Regions from separate parts of the Gossypium hirsutum genome. Here regions 1 and 2 are each linked to region 3. The links are chromatin contacts, called in public Hi-C maps. All regions are on one chromosome and are shown on one strand. The core of a region is the stretch at or near the end of the contact, and the rest is flanking DNA. Distances in the headings are between cores, read along the strand shown.

Region 1 (3,493 bases), core at 384-2,883, 98 kb after region 3:
ACGTCGTTCAACTACGGGGTATCTGTTTACTCTTGCGAAAGCCCCAGTAAGTTGGAAGTCTACCTTACAGTCTACAGTAGCTGTGTCTACTACAGAGGCAGAATATATGGCAGTTACAGAAGCTGTTAAGGAGGCTATTTGGCTTAATGGATTGTTGAAAGACTTAGGAGTTGTTCAAAGTCACATAAGTTTATATTGTGACAGTCAGAGCGTTATTCATTTAGCGAAAAATCAAGTCTATCATTCAAGAACCAAGCATATCGACGTAAGATATCACTTTATGCGGGAAGTCTTTGAAAAAGGAAAAATTCTACTTCAGAAGATTCCGACAGCAGATAATCCCGCAGATATGATGACCAAGGTGGTAACAACAATCAAGTTTAATCATTGTTTGAACTTGATTAACATCCTGAGAATTTGAGCACCTTCAGGTGTATGGCGCTCGAGAGTGCATTTGTAGGCACTACAAAAGATAACTTTATCGAATTTGGGGAGTTGAAGGAAGTGTGTGAAGATGTGATTATCCTAATCAAATCTTCAAGGTGGAGATTGTTAACATTAATGGGAGACAACATTAATGGCAAACAATACAAAGTGGTGCAAGTTTAGCACCCTAAAGTTGACTTTGAAAAAGTGGCATGGGATAATTTTTTTTTGGTCCTTGAGATAATGGGCTATTTATTGTTTGGTCTTTAAACCTCAACTATAAATAGGTCTTCTCGTTTCTCATTTCAATTCATCCCAACCAATCTTTCTCTCTTAGTTTTCTCTCTTCTCCCATTTGAGAATTCTTAAGGAATTCTATTTGTTTGTAATATTTTGGAGATAGTAAAGTTATCATCTGGTGTTAGTGCCCGAGGACGTAGGTATAATTTACCGAACCTCGTTAAATCTCTTGTGTTCTTTCTTGTCCTATTTTTCTTTCAATATTTGAGGGTATAATAGTAGTATTTAATTGTGCTATTAAATTACTATAGAAGGGATATTCTGTCTAAGGAAAGACTTGGTATTTAAGAGATCCATGTGATCCACCTCTCTTACCTGGGAATTGAACTTTGTGTGATTTTTTAGTACAATAATTTACACGCTTCCAACCCTATTGGAACAACACTAAGCACATGGGATTCGCTCATTTTTTTAAAAAACTGTGAATGGATAACGCTTACTTGGATCTAGTTCTGTAATCATGGCAGCTCCTTTGAAGCTGCAAGATCCTCCTTTGTGCTTGAACCTTTGGAAGTAATCATTGAAGGCATAGGAAGCATGGTTTGTCATAGTGTTTGGAAAATAACAAGCCTGGTTTACCTGAATCTTACTGCAATCTGCACCACCTTCCCCACATGCCCAATCCAGGGCTACCTTCAACTCTTCATCTGGGGTTTGTTCATCTGCTATGCACCATTGCTCGTATTCCGCAACTGATATTAACATTTATATGAGAACACCATTTTACAACATACATAAGAAATCATGGCCAGGAGGTTTTTAAGAATGTACCTGATTTTTGAGGAATAATAATTGACATAAACAGCAGCACAAGCGTTATCTTTACCAACAAGGGTGACATTGAGGAGGGAGAGAGAGTGGAAGTGGGGAAATGATCTTATAGTATCTATCCACTGATAAAACTCATAAATCAATATCCCTTTTATAGTGTGGAAAGCATTACATACGCTAGGTGCCATGTGAATGGGTATGTGTACTGTTGGTTATCCTTTTAGGTTTTTAGTTTTTTCTGCCATTAGTTCTTATACTTTGCGAAAGTTGTAAATTTAATCCCTATATTTCTATTTATCAAAATTTAATCCCTCTATTTTCCAAATTTTAAAATTTTAATCCTCACCAAACAAAAACAAAACATATTATATGTATAGTATTATGTTAGCTCATTATTTTCACATATTACTCGCTTCCAGTTAATGGAATATTGATTATCATGAGTTAAAAAAATTAAAAATTCAAAATTCAAAAGAATATAAAAACTTAGAATCATTAAACAGGAAAAAATAGACTAAACCTATAATTGTACACATAACATTGAATTTAACTGTTACTATTTGAATATCAATTAAAATAAGAGTACATGAACTACTAACAATTTTTTTATTTCAAAATCCAGTCACCCCTGCCATGTGCCTTAGAAGAATATATTCCCTGTATGTGTATCAGACTAAAAATAAGCAAATCTATGATCCATTTAAAGGAACTTGGAGCAACAAGACTACCCACAGGTGCTTGGCAATCCTAAGAAACCACAAATCGAATTAAAAGCAAGCAATTTATTACTTACAAGCACATGTCAAAAATAATTTACACTGGTTGTGTACTAATAAAATAAAGGAATAATATACAACGAAAACTCATGGTTACAGGAAGCACTGACTAAGAACCCAATCTTTCAGCAGAGATGACAGTAATGCATTCCCAACTTCCAACCATCAATTGGATCACCCTTTCAAGCCAATTTGAAAAACTAAAAATAAAAATAGTAAGATTTCAAAATGCCTACATTCAACTCGAATAAATGAATAGTTCTAACCTCGAACCATGTACTTTTAGTGAAGATTTTCCAACACAAAGAGCTTGAAACATGGAAAATCTACATAAAATGATAAAAAAAATTATTTTATTTTTTGGCTGAGACCATATAACGAGGGGAAAAAGAATGGATGTCACTTAATTACAGTTAAATATAAATTGGATACTACAGGAAAAGGACCACTCTCCCTCGTACTTGGCAAGAAAATGGATGACAAACAACAGGTCCGAAGGATTCGAATTCTTCCATGGTTTTTCATTCAACACAGTCAAAAGCAAAATCATGGATGCAACCTCAGCATACCTGAAGACAAAGAACACACCATAAACATCCGAAACCAGTTTTGGGTGATATCAAATGGTTTGGCTGCATGATACCATTTTTTGGCTGAAAAAAGAATTCATGATATCTTCTTTGGTCATGGAGGAAGAATATATGAAGCAGACATGAAATATTTAATAACTACACATTCAATTTAAAGGAGAAAGGATGGCCAAGTTACCATAATTCGGATGTCCACCAGTATGAGGCAAGGACTAGTCACTTGTCAGACAACCGAGAGTCACAAGGGGTCAACCTGAAGAAAGTTAGTTCAACCAACACCCACTATATCAACCAGACTCGAAAAAACTTGCAACAGCTGAATAAAGTTGCTCTTCCTCAAAAGGCTTCGACACATAGCCATCCATCCCACATTTCATGCACTCTTCGTTTGTAGCCTGGATGACATCAGCTGTCATTGCCAATATTGGAATGTGCCAGTAAGACACATTTCCATACATATCAATTGATGCTTCTCCAGAAGCAATATTTTCATTGACCTGAGTCTCCACACTGCGGATTTGCCTAGTTGCTTCAAACCTGCATAAATATTTGGAGCATCAGGATGGTGATGTACTCTTAAGAGTAGGATCTTGAAGATGTTTTGATCCATAGGTAAAAAGTAACAAATAA
Region 2 (3,436 bases), core at 38-2,537, 120 kb before region 3:
AACAATTTTCAATACCTTTTAAACAATTGAATTATTTTTTAAACATTCAAATTTATAAATTTAAATTAAATATATATGTTTAAAAAAGTTATTACACTTTTATAAATAAAATAGGAAATTTAAGAACTATTTATATTATATATATAGATAAACTTTTTAAAAACTTTCTAATATTAGAATTGACATGTTTTAAATTAGTAACGAGTATTCAAGCAATTTTCAAATATTTTTTAAACTATTAGTTTAAAAGTTTTAAAAGTTTTAGTACTAGAATTGATATGGTTTAATGTTTTTTTATTATTTTAAAAGTTTTTTCATTTTTAAACTACTATTGATTGTTGTAAATATTATTTGTACAATTTTATTTTAGACTTTTATCTAAATTTTTTATAATTTTTAAAAATGTCAATATTATGTTAAAATCTGTAAAAGAATGGTAATAAAATTTTAAATATTAGTGTAACCAATATTATTTTTCATACGTTTACCGTTAATAGATTTAAAAAAATTTAAAACATCTCAGATATAAATATTTTTCCTAATAGGATTTAAAATTTTAAAGTCTCAATTCACCAATTTTTTTATTTTTAAAGTCTCAAGTTTTTTACCTGTTCGAGCTTTTAAAAATTTCTTTTAAAATTTAAGATTTTCATATTAACACGTATAAACTTATAAAATTGTCAAATATCATAAAAATAAAATGCGAATACAAATTTTTAAAATTTTTAAATTTGTATTAATTAAAATATATTGTATAATTTTTATTTTATGATTGACATTATAAATAAATCTATAATTTTTATATATTTTTTAATTTGATATTTTTATTTGATAAAAAATAGTGTTTTAAATTATTATTATTATTTAAGGGGTATGCATATTAATTTAAGATGTTATTTTTTATCGAATAAAATATTAAATTAAAAATATATAAAATTATAAATGACTTAATTTTATTTATAATATCAATCATAAATTTAAATTTATATAAAGTTATAAAATAATTTTAATATATTTTAATTGATACATATAATTGAACATATGCATTGCTGGATAAGAAAATTAGCTCGATAATATAATAAACAAAAAATATTACATTATTTAGTTAAAAAATTTGTCTATATATTATAGACAGATAATATGGATTATAAATAAATATAAAAATATATTAATGTTAAAATTAAATAAAATAAAAAGTTATCCTTACATATTAATTCGAGCAAGCGGCATTGACTAAAATAAAGAAAAGCAAGCAATAACAGCGTCTCAAGAAAAAAAAAGGGAAAGGCAGATACATACACGAATGAGTGTTACTGCATGTATTCTATTTTTCCCCCCAACCTCTTCTTAACTTGCCTTTTCTTTCTTTCCTTTATTTTTTTAAATTATTTTATTGGGATTAGACTTTAACAACCTGAATCGCTATTTCCCCCACTCTGACTCTACTTACTTCCCCGATTTTCACTTTCCGACTCCAACCACCATCTCCGGCGTGATCTACGCCTCTCATCGACTCTTCTAATCACGCTCTTTCCGCCTGATATACGGTTAGGGTTTCTTGATGCTCTCATCCACACTTGCATAGCTAGGTAACTTTCCTTTTTTTTTTTTCTCTTTATTTCCTTCAGTTTTAACTTTCTCTCCCTCTCCCACCTAATTTATTTGTTATGGAATGAATTTAATTTCGTTTGCTGCCGTATTTCTGGGATTTTAGCTCTTAATTTGTTTCTACTCTGTGTTTGGTTGCTGAGAAACCCCGTAGTATTTGAGCGACAAAGTTTGCAAAACTATACTCATTCAATTAACTTGGAACTTTCTAATTAGTCTTATATTAAATTAACCATATCAAACCATATAAGCAAGTTGAGCAGTTTAATTTATTTTTTCAGGTGAATAAATGAAGCAACTTTCGAATTAATATTATATTAAATTAACCTCATAAATTTCATCGTTTCTTTAGTAGTTTAATTAGGAATTGTTAGTTTGGCATTCGGAATTATTTCCCGTCATGCTCTACATAAGTAAGACCGACCAAAAAAAAAAAGAAAAACAGAGAACTTGAAATGCATAAGTTTTCTGCAAAGGTTTTGGTTAATTGTGAAATTCTTAACTGAGGAAGCCCAGTCACGAGTTGATGCGATATATGATATGGTTATTCTCTAAACGTCTAAGCAATTGAATGCTAATGATTAATAAGGTGGCTAGCTGTTCTTCAGCTGGTTTTTTATTATATCTATAAAGTCATGGGCACAATGCTGTTTTAGTATATATACAAGGCCCTTTTTAATGGTAACTAAAGTGATAAAGAGGTTCTTTACTTCAGATGGTTTCTTTAGGGGAGTGTGTAACGGATGAAGTTGGTACGGATAAAGTACAGAGCCCAGATGCTGGAAGTCATGCATTGCAACAGACCTCTGATAGTAAAATTCAGTCATCACAATCTGATGAAGGGAGAGGAACCCTTGCACTTATATCAGAGGAAAATCCACTTCCTATTTCTGTGATCCATGCTTCACAGTCACAGCAACAAGGAAATGCTTACTCTATGACATCCAAGAAACAATCGCTGACTCCCTCTCCATCGCCTGGTATTGATGGGAGCAGTCCCATTGTACGTGAGAAAGCCTCAGAGGATGGGTATAACTGGCGTAAATACGGGCAGAAACTTGTTAAAGGAAATGAATTTGTTCGAAGTTATTACAGATGTACACATCCAAACTGCCAAGTGAAAAAGCAATTGGAATATTCACATGATGGGAAAATGGTCGACACTGTTTATTTTGGTCAGCATGATCATGCAAAGCCGCTGAACCCACCCGTAGCTGTTGGCTTTGTTGTATCAGTCGTTGAAGAGAGACTAGATAACGCATCTCCAACTGTTATCAAAGGTAAGAAAATCATCTTAATCATTTATGACTTGTCTAATCTGATGAAGCAAAAGTTGCTTGATTTATAACTGATCTCATATTTGAAGACAAATCATTGGGTGCACATATCCAAACACCTCGCCTGATTGAGCCAGGGGATAGTTCTCAGCCTTTACCTATTGCTGCTAGTGAAGATGTGAAATCAAAATCAAATGGGATGCAAAATATTGCTTGTAATGATGATGGTCATCTCATCTCAAAACGCAGGTACCTTAGTTTATTTTTCTTGTGTGTTTGTTCCTCTTAACCTTCCGTTAACAGTCACTGAATGCAAACAGGAAGAAAGAGAGCGATAATGTTGATGTATCTCCAGTGCATAAACCAACAAGTGAATCACCTATGGTTATTAAGACACTAAGTGAGGTTGACATCGTAAATGATGGGTACCGTTGGCGCAAATATGGCCAAAAATTAGTTAAAGGCAATCCTAATCCAAGGTATGAATCACCTTATTTTTGTTTGTACACATTTCAAACACTTTTGTCTAATTTACATATTATTGCTGCTCT
Region 3 (3,785 bases), core at 1,022-3,521:
ATTTGAATAATATATATGCATTCGAAGAAGTGCAAGTGATAAGTACACTAGTAATCAAAATATGAAATTAATGAGATGTTAATAACTCGGTTATATGCATATAATGTATATACATATGTTCGTTTATATGTATTAGTTAAATATAGATTCTTTTAGATATCAACAAAATGACTTAAGATATTAGTGTTTGAACAGTAATTATATTGGATATTTGTGATCTTAACAATTTTACTTAAGGAATTATATGATTCTTTTATAAGTATTTTAGTTATGCTATAGACTTACTAAGCTATAAAATCTTACTTTGTTTGTTTACGTCTCTCTGTTTTATAGACTTAAAGAGCAAGTTTCAGGCTCGGGGATCGTCAGCAAGATCATCACTCTATTTATAGTCTGGGTATTAAATGTTTTAAAATTTTAACTTATGGCATGTATAGACTGGATAATATTTTGAAAGTTGTACTTGATGTACAGTATATATAATTAATAGCCATACGAATATGGCTTATTTTCTTATAGTTTAACTGGATTCAAATCTTATGTTCTGTTTAAAATGATCAAAGTAGAATTTATATATTATACTTATTTAAATATTAAACTTTGCTTATTATATTTAATAATAATTTTCTGAAAATTATTAAACTATACCGGATGTCTGTTTTGAGTTATGTTTGATTAGTAATGCCTCTTAACCCCAAATTCGACGACGGATACAGGGTAGGGGTGATACATATGCCACAATCATATATATATATTCGTATGTTTATATATATTGTACTTGAATCATAAAAGTACAAATCGAAATCGTGGTTACTTATCAGCGACTCTTGTCTTTCCTTTCCCTCTCAATGGGCCAATGTCGCATTTAGCTACGTTTGATAATTCAATTTATAAACAACATCATATTTCATCAAATGCATATCCAAATACAAAGTCAACTATATTTTTCATTTGATTCAGTTTAGTCTCTATACTTGGGATAAGCATATTTTTCGATGTCTAGCTTTGGATCAAAATCCAATTTCACATTATTTCATTAGAAACCCTATACTTCATATTCATAGCACAATCTTATGACAAATTTTTAATTTATTCAATTTGGTCCCTAATGTTACAAAGTTAACTATCAAACTTATTTAAGTTTACAATTTAGTCTTTATCATGATCTAAGCTTAATAGCTATCAAATTCAAGCCTCTTTTATCAATTTCTAAATAATGACAACTTGCTAAAAACTTGACAATTGAAAAAATTAAGACATGTGCTAGCTAAATCAAACTTGGTGATCATAAATCTATAAAACTTAATGAAAAAAGCTTGGTTACCTTGAAATTTTTGCTTGCCGGATATCTAAAGGTCAACAAGGATTTTTCTTTTCTTTTTTCTCTTAAAGTTTGGGACGGCGAAAGCAAATGAGTAAGATGGTACATTCATCCTCCACTAACTTAATATTTATACTATGATTAGTTATTAATTAAGCTTGTTTAATTAGATTAATTAAGGTTTTATTATAATAAGTTAACTATTAATTAAATTAAGTAGTATCCACCACCACTATCACCATCTACTATCTCATATTAATCCATGGTTAAATAATTATTTTGGTCTTTTAGATAATTATTATTTAGGTCCTTAAGTCTTTTTTAATTAAAACTCAATAGCGATTGGATTTTTACAATTTAGTCCCTGAGCTTTAATTAACTATTTTCTCAGTGAAATTACTTATCTGAACTTCAATATATTTTTACACTAATTCTATAAATATTCATATTTTATATTTACGGGTTCGATTTACAAAAAGAGAATTTTGAACCTATATTTTCGAGACCACAAAAATCAGGTTGTTACAGTAATATGTATAATAAGTAATAATTGTACGTAGGATCACCCAAATTAAAAATATTTAATATGATTAAAATTAAGTGAATATGGATTGTTAGATAAAGTATTGTGTAAATAATTGTATTCATCTACACTATCTTTCATGAAAAATGTATTCACTAATACTACAGTCCCATTTTAAATTATCTATATGATATGTGCCTTGGACAATTAGACTGCATGCACTGAACCAATTTGTACGTCTATTCAAGTTTCATTTTGATTCAATTTCGACCAAGACTTGCAATTGACCAAACAAAGCCTTAATTAAAGAAAAGATGGAGGAAAAATTTTCAGTCAAGCGGGCTGGCTAAATTAAACGGTAAAACACTTGATGGACGGACCAAGACTTGATTCAGACCGAATAAATGGTTGGCCATGTGAACCAGGTGAGGAGGGACTGGATCTTTGCCCTGGGATGTAGACTATTGAGCATCCTATTAGGCTATTACCTCTTGGTTGAAAATACTTAATCTAATATGGTTTAATCATTTTGGGCATTTTAAATTAATATTAATTTAGAAATATAAAAAATTAAAAATTCAGAAAAAATAGAAATAAGAAACTATAATTGAAAAAAGATTAAGGATACAAATGAGGTCGCTCAATTCAAAACTCAAGTCAATCGGTCAAAAAGCAAAATCCAGGGTCACATTTCAAGTTCAAATCCAAATCTAAATCTAATTTCGATCCATGCCAAAGTTAAAAGCCTTTTCACCGGTCCAAATCTAATTTTAGTCTGAAGTTCATTTCACTAATTGTTAGGGCCCCAATCTTTGGCCCTTTTTCTTTTAATTCGAAAGGGAATGCACCACTAGATTAAGATTTTTATAGTTTATTATTATTATTTATTAATGCTATTTACTATTTTATTCTAAAAAAATAAAAAAAAATTCAAATTTTAAATTATTCGAATTGATTTAATCGAATCAAATCAATTTCTTTTTTTGAATTTCAAATTCGAATCGAATTAAATTTTCGAATTCAAATAATTTAAATAAACTAAATATCAAATCCTTCTACTTCCTCCCCCCGCCCCGTTGCAACCCTTAAAAGTCAAACCCTTTTACTTTTTTTCAAAAAATCTTACTTTTCCGAACACTCAATTTTTTCCCTTTTACCATCCCACAATTTTTACTTCCCTCTAAAATAATTTACTTCTTCCCAAATCCCCAAAATTATTTCCTTTTTATTTTCCCCCAAACACCCCAAAAAAAATTTTCTTTTTGTTTTCCCCCAAAAATTTTACTTCCTCCTAAATTTCAATTTTTTTTTCAAATTTATGTCTACTATTTGTATTATTGAATTAAATTTCACATTTTGTACTATTTATATTATTAAATTGTTTAATCATGTTGAATCTTTATAAATTTCTGTTAAAATTTAATTATTGGTGATGACATAAAATATTCATGTTAAAATCTTTTTTTAGTATCAATTTCACATTTTATCTTTAAAATAAATTTTATTTAAAAAATCATATTTTTATATTTAATATTTTTTTTAATTTCAAAATACATTGTGACAAGAACCAGAAGATAATTGAAGCAACTATGAAAACAAAAAAGCTAACCCGTATATTAAATATTAATAAATAAATTATGAGGGGTTGAAAGTTAATAACAAATTTGAATATGGTGGATGGCAATGGATACAATGACCCAAAATCATTTTTTTAAATTTAATCCAAATAAATATATTTGATTCGATTTGAATTACATCTCATTCGACTTGATTCGAGAAAATTTCAAATCGAGTTAAGATGATAAAATAAGATTCGTCAACTAAATTAATTCAAAATATTTTTATTCTATTCAATTCGATCGAACGCTTATTCCTAGTTTGTCTTCCTTCGACATCAAAACCATAAAAAGAAAATCACATTTTGAAATCAAAGTCAAATTT

The links. Hi-C and Micro-C count contacts between places; a contact is called where the count stands out from the background.
Region 1: a contact with region 3 is called in a Hi-C map of leaf, with 2.4 times the contacts expected there. The contact joins the promoter of LOC107956752 here to the enhancer-like site in region 3. A contact is called at or near these places in 7 of 34 Hi-C or Micro-C datasets (anther, callus, hypocotyl and 2 more).
Region 2: a contact with region 3 is called in a Hi-C map of hypocotyl, with 5 times the contacts expected there. The contact joins the promoter of LOC107954934 here to the enhancer-like site in region 3. A contact is called at or near these places in 6 of 34 Hi-C or Micro-C datasets (hypocotyl, leaf and petal).

The regions. Positions count from the first base shown.
Region 1 is chrD07:36,013,092-36,016,584 of Gossypium_hirsutum_v2.1, reverse strand. LOC107956752 (glucan endo-1,3-beta-glucosidase 4) reads right to left here and starts at 1,633. Exons shown (of 3, transcript XM_016892290.2): 1 at 1,498-1,633; 2 at 1,167-1,418. The coding sequence starts at 1,567. It overlaps LOC107954738 (histidine kinase 2), which reads right to left. Exons shown (of 15, transcript XM_041096574.1): 13 at 3,042-3,400; 14 at 2,735-2,842; 15 at 2,265-2,599. The coding sequence ends at 3,151.
Region 2 is chrD07:36,235,819-36,239,254 of Gossypium_hirsutum_v2.1, reverse strand. LOC107954934 (WRKY transcription factor 1) reads left to right here and starts at 1,287. Exons shown (of 5, transcript XM_016890628.2): 1 at 1,287-1,589; 2 at 2,324-2,888; 3 at 2,975-3,134; 4 at 3,206-3,364. The coding sequence starts at 2,324.
Region 3 is chrD07:36,111,702-36,115,486 of Gossypium_hirsutum_v2.1, reverse strand. No RefSeq gene overlaps it. Among protein-coding and RNA genes, the nearest start is that of LOC121219066, 41 kb to the right of the region's middle. Within about 2 kb of position 2,271, at least 3 of the 9 cell types and tissues checked have an H3K27ac peak or open chromatin away from gene starts, as enhancers often do. A contact at or near this core is called in hypocotyl and leaf, where this site is marked.